Linked DNA regions of Triticum aestivum: region 2 is linked to region 1. The links are chromatin contacts, called in public Hi-C maps. All regions are on one chromosome and are shown on one strand. Each heading gives the region's core, a stretch centred on a gene start, on an enhancer-like site or on the middle of the called end of the contact. The rest is flanking DNA. Distances are from core to core; before and after follow the strand shown. Region 1 holds the start of LOC123047374 (mediator of RNA polymerase II transcription subunit 16). Region 2 holds the start of LOC123047388 (protein STABILIZED1).

Region 1 (2,720 bases), core at 93-2,592:
CTAGGCGCACTATCCTAGCAGATTTAGACAGATATGTCAACAAGGAAAATATGCATGGAACTAGAGCTTTAAAAATATGAAACTTAAAGCTGGTATATGCTAATCCACATTTCAGGTCAAACCAATTAAAGATCACACCAATTGTTCCTGAAACCATGAAGGACCGTGCAGAATTGTAAAGGTTTAGCATACCAACTGTCTACGGAAGTTATTACCAAGACATGGGAATAAATGTGCACTCCAACAAGAAAGACACTCCACAAAAGATTACCAAATTCAGCTTAGCATTCCACTTCCACCATAGTGTGGTGGTATCACCACCTAGCAATTTCAGGATGACTAGCTATAGAACATCCAGTAGAATATCACGAGATCTGTTCATGGATCATCCAGATACATTCGTGGATTTCCTGAAATGGTTTTCATCATTTTTACCGAATTTTCTCTGGCTTGGGAAGAGCGATTGACCTCACTAAAATTGTCAACTGTAAGTCTGTAAACAGTGTTTAGCCCTTTTTCGAAAGGGGATCATAGCATTTTAGGAGGCCACAGGAAGCCAACTCAATTCATGACCTATTGTCTCTGCAATGAACACAGCTACACGTTTTCCCTTGTCACGAAATTAAAACAAAGATAATGGTAGTAGCTTTTAAGTTCATCAGAGAATGACGCAGGTTCAAGGAGGCAGTGAGCGACTCAAGCGGCCACACCTGAAGTTCCTGCACAGCTCGGGCACGCGCATCTTGTACTTGAGGCTTGCAGGGGGCTGCTTGAGGCGGATCCGGAACACGGTCGCCGGTGACGAGGCCAGCTGCGCTCCTCCGGCCGCTCCACTGCCACCTCCGCCCTCCACATCCCCAGCTCCGCCTCCGCCTCCACCAGCTCCGCCGTCAACCTCCATCGCGTCGCCCGCTACACCCGCCTCCACCGCCTCGCCACCGCCCCCGGCCCCACCATCCACCCCCGCTCCGCCACCAGCGACGACCCCGTCCTGGCTCTGCTGCTGCTGCTCCTTGTGCGGCGGCGACGACGCTGCGACCGCGTTTCCGCTCGCGGGAGCGGCGTTGGCTGCGGGGTTTGGGGGCGGTGTGGGGACGGGGTTAGGGTTTGGGGCGGGGGACGAAGAGGTCATAAGGACGGAGAGGGATGGGACGGGGGAAGGGGAGGAAAAAGGGGGGCGCGAGCGCGGGGGTGCTTAGGTCATTTGAAGCGACCGGCCGTCGCTGTCGCTGGGGAAGCCGGGTGGCGAGAGGACGAGGCGAGGAGGGGAGTTCGGTGTGCTCTGTGCGCCGGCGTCGCTTTCAGGTGGGTGGAGGAGGAGCTGGAGGGGGGAAGGGAGAGATGCGGGGGGAGGGGACGGGATGGCTATATTGGTTTGGCTCTGCGATCGCGGAGTCTGCGAGGAAAACGCTGACTCGCACAGGCAGTTTGGTAAACACTCTAAGGCCCCGTTTGATAACAAAAGTTTTTTCTAAGTATTCTCAGAATACTACAGTTTTTTTATATTACTGTAGTTTTATTTACAAAGGGTTATTTGGCTGCCTCTAAAAGGGTAGTTTCGGTTGTTATGAACGCAAGATGGTAATGGATAGTCAGCTAGCTAGCTAAAAAAAACCCAACAGAATTCAAACGGCCGGCTAGCTGCGCATGCTTGCACTGCTAATGCAACGGCTAGGTAGCTGTTGAAGTATTTGAACGCAATGGTTAGGCACCAAAATTTACAGCGTTGTGTGGCAACAACCAAACAGGTTCTATGTATTGTGAATACTCTAAAATACTGTGTTTTGATAAAACCATGATATCTCATACCTACAACCAAAAATATTGCAGTTTTGGATACTTCGGTTTATTTCACCCTTTGCTATCAAACACAGCCTAAGAGGGGCCCCAACATGCTCCCTCAGGTCATTTTTTTGCATCGGCGTTAAAGAAAAAGCCCCAGTCATGCCCCAGGATATCAAAAAGCGTCGGTTCGGTTCGTTTTTGGGCCCGGCGCTCACAAGCCGAACCCGGCGCGCTAGGGGCGATCCGGGGCTCTGGCGCAAGAGAAAAGCACGGCCGGCCCACCCCGTCAGCTGAAAAGTAAGTCTTTCTTCCCCGACTCGCCTCCCCCCTCGCGTCCTCGGCTGCCACTAGCTGTATCCCGGCGCCGCCCGCCGCCCTTCATCACTAGATAACCAATCCCCGCCGAAAAAATAGCAGAGGTTCGCCGAGGCAGCCCCTCCACCAGCAGCTGGGCGTTTTCGGCCGCCATTTTCGGCCGCGGAGGGGTAGTTTAGCGGCGGGTACACGCCCACCGGCGCGCTAGGTGTTCGGCGATTTGCCTACCTCGACGAGATGGACTCGGATGACGAGGAAGTGCTCGCCGCGCTGCTGGAGGAGGAAGTCGAGGCCGACGTCCAGGAGGAAGAGCATCTCATGGTGCTCGCTGCCCTCGCCCAGCTGCTGGCGAGCAATGAAAAGCCGCGGCGAGGTGGCTCGGCACCGGGGCGAGTGAAAGCAAGGAACCGACATCGTCTCGAAGGCTACTGCATGCTCTACTCTGACTACTTCGCCGACGCTCCACTGCACGGCGACAACACATTTCGGCGCCATCCGGGAGTTCGACAGCTACTTCAAGTGCAAGAAGGATTGCACCGGCAAACTTGGATTCACCTCGATCCGGAAGTGCACGACAGCGATGAGGATGCTTGCATACGGAGCTCACGGTGATTCACTCG
Region 2 (2,972 bases), core at 318-2,817, 950 kb after region 1:
TTCCAAGACCTGCTTGACAAGTTAATTAAGAAGATTGCTGGCTGGAAGGCTAGGTGGATCTCCTCCACTGGAAGAATGGTACTCGTGAGGTTTGTACTTTCGGCAATGCCAATTTTCATGCTTCTGGCTGTTCATCAACCGAAAATGGGTCATCAAGCAAATCGATAAAGCTACGTTGTGCTTTTTTATGGTCTGGCTCTGATGCTGTCTGCTGTGGCAAGTGCCTTGTCCGCTGGACCCAGGTGTGCTCACCCATCTCTGTAGGCGGGCTTGGCATCCATGACCTTCAAGCTCAGGGGCGGGCGCTTAAAGTACGCCGGCTTTGGCAAAGCGTCACAGATCCGGATAAACCATGGCAAGGTCTGCAGCTCCCTGCTGACAAGCACGTTAAGGCTCTTTTCATTGCTTGTACCTCCATCAAAATTGGTAGTGGTATTAAGATATCCTTTTGGCATGATCACTGGCTCAACGGTGAGATTCCAGCTGTTTCGTTTCCTAACCTTTTCAAGCATAGCAAGAACAGAAGAATATCGTTGGCTGAAGGACTCACCAATAGAAAATGGGTCACTCTTCTCAAGCGCAACCCCGGCACCTAGGTGTTGCGTGAATACATTGACTTCTGGCACAGATCCAGTGTGGTCTCTTTGTCCAACCTAGAGGATGAGTTCATTTGGAAATGGTCAGCGGATGGAAGATATAATGCTAAGTCAGCTTACCTATGTCAAATCTGGGGCAAGATTGATTCTCCTCTTCCTGAGATCATTTGGCATATCAAGGTTCCACCAAGAATAAGATTTTTCAGTTGGCTCTTTGTACAGGGCAAATGTTTGACTGCGGACAACCTTGCGAAGCGAGGTTGGCCTCACAACCCGATCTGTCAATTATGCCACTTAGGGTGGGAGGATGGTCTGCACCTTGTATCTAGCTGCCCTTTCACGGCTGGAATCTGGGGCTATTGCCTGGCGATATATAATTTTCCATTCAACCTCTTACCTATTGCTCATACTGGCTCTATATTGGACTTGTGGTTAAAGGCTCTGGATCGTACAGGCAGGAAAAAGGACCTATCATCACTTATAATGGCGGTGTCCTGACAGGTTTGGAAAGAAAGAAACAGCCGCATATCCAACAACAAGGCAAACCACTTCCCGAAGGTCGCTGAGAACATTATCAATGAGCTGAATTCTTGGAGAATCGCTGGATTCAAAGGAGCACAATGGACAGGCGCGAGATAATTTCTTTCTCGCTTTCTTTCTTTTTCTAGTGTACATTTGTATAGCTTTTCCTTCCCCTTTCTGGCTGTTAGCCGTCCTGAACCTTGACCTGTATTTTTTGGAGTGTCTCATCCTATCTTAATGAATGAAATCAGCACAATGCTGTTTTTCGTCAAAAAAAAAAGAAAGATAGGATCGGAAAATACGTGTTCCTCGATCCCAATCGCATATCAGGGGGTGTGCGTGCTTGCCTTCGTAAAGATGCGCGTGTTTCTTAGAAAAAACGTAGTCACGCACGCACCGCCTCTAAAATTGTACTACACCAAGAGGGGCCCTAGACCTTGAGCTGGTCACGGCAAAGGCCGGTCACGCCCTCTCCCAATCTCCCCCGACCCAACCCATCTGCTCCGCCGCCGCTCTCCCCGCTCCTCTCCTCCCTCCAGATCGCCCCGTCCTTCTCCCGCCTCTCCCTCCTCGGCGACATGAGCGGCCCCGCCCCGACCCCGCCGCCGCCCCCTCCTCCGGCGGCGGCGCCCGCCCGTCCCGTGCGCTACGACTTCCTCAACTCCAAGCCGCCCCCCAACTACGTCGCGGGTCTCGGCCGTGGCGCCACCGGCTTCACCACCCGTTCCGATATCGGGCCGGCCCGCGCTGCCCCGGACCTCCCAGATCGCTCCGCCGCCGCGGCTGCTCCTCCCGCTGTCGGGCGCGGCCGCGGGAAGCCCCCCGGCGAGGACGAAGGCGGTGATGAAGGCGGCGACGAGGAGAAGGGATACGACGAGAACCAGAAGTTCGACGAGTTCGAGGGCAACGATGCCGGCCTCTTCTCCAACGCCGACTACGACGATGATGACCGCGAGGCTGATGCTGTCTGGGAGAGCATCGACCAGAGGATGGACCTGCGCCGCAAGGATCGGCGCGAGGCGCGGCTCAAGCAGGAGATTGAGAAGTACCGTGCGTCCAACCCCAAGATCACCGAGCAGTTTGCTGATCTCAAGAGGAAGCTGGCTGATGTGTCCGTGCAGGAGTGGGAAAGCATACCTGAAATTGGGGATTACTCGGCGCGCAACAAGAAGAAGCGTTTCGAGAGCTTTGTCCCGGTGCCGGACACTCTGCTTGAGAAGGCCCGGCAGGAGCAGGAGCATGTCACAGCGCTGGACCCCAAGAGCCGTGCGGCTGGTGGCACTGAGACACCGTGGGCTCAAACTCCGGTTACCGACCTGACTGCCGTGGGTGAGGGCCGCGGTACTGTGCTTTCGCTGAAATTGGACAGGCTGTCAGATTCAGTTTCTGGGCTTACTGTTGTTGATCCAAAGGGATACCTTACAGACTTGAAAAGCATGAAAATTACTAGCGATGCTGAGATCTCTGACATTAAGAAGGCGAGACTGCTGCTCAGGTCTGTGACGCAGACAAACCCAAAGCATCCTCCAGGTTGGATTGCTGCTGCCAGGCTTGAAGAGGTTGCTGGCAAGCTCCAGTCTGCTCGGCAGCTCATTCAGAGGGGCTGTGAGGAGTGCCCCAAGAACGAGGATGTGTGGTTCGAGGCATGCCGGTTGGCTAGCCCAGACGAGTCAAAGGCTGTAATTGCCAGGGGTGTGAAGGCAATTCCCAACTCTGTGAAGCTGTGGCTGCAGGCTGCAAAACTAGAGAGTAGTGATTTGAACAAGAGCAGGGTTTTAAGGAAGGGATTGGAGCACATTCCTGATTCAGTTAGGTTGTGGAAGGCTGTTGTGGAGCTGGCGAACGAGGAGGATG

The links. A called contact is a pair of places that touch in the nucleus more often than the background predicts.
Region 2: a Hi-C map of leaf shows a contact between it and region 1, with 5 times the contacts expected there. The contact joins the promoter of LOC123047388 here to the promoter of LOC123047374 in region 1. A contact is called at or near these places in 2 of 5 Hi-C or Micro-C datasets (both in leaf).

Annotation. Positions count from the first base shown.
Region 1 is chr1A:305,758,293-305,761,012 of IWGSC CS RefSeq v2.1, forward strand. It overlaps LOC123047374 (mediator of RNA polymerase II transcription subunit 16), which reads right to left and starts at 1,343. Exons shown (of 16, transcript XM_044470922.1): 1 at 711-1,343. The coding sequence starts at 1,132.
Region 2 is chr1A:306,711,142-306,714,113 of IWGSC CS RefSeq v2.1, forward strand. LOC123047388 (protein STABILIZED1) reads left to right here and starts at 1,568. Exons shown (of 2, transcript XM_044470931.1): 1 at 1,568-2,972. The coding sequence starts at 1,697.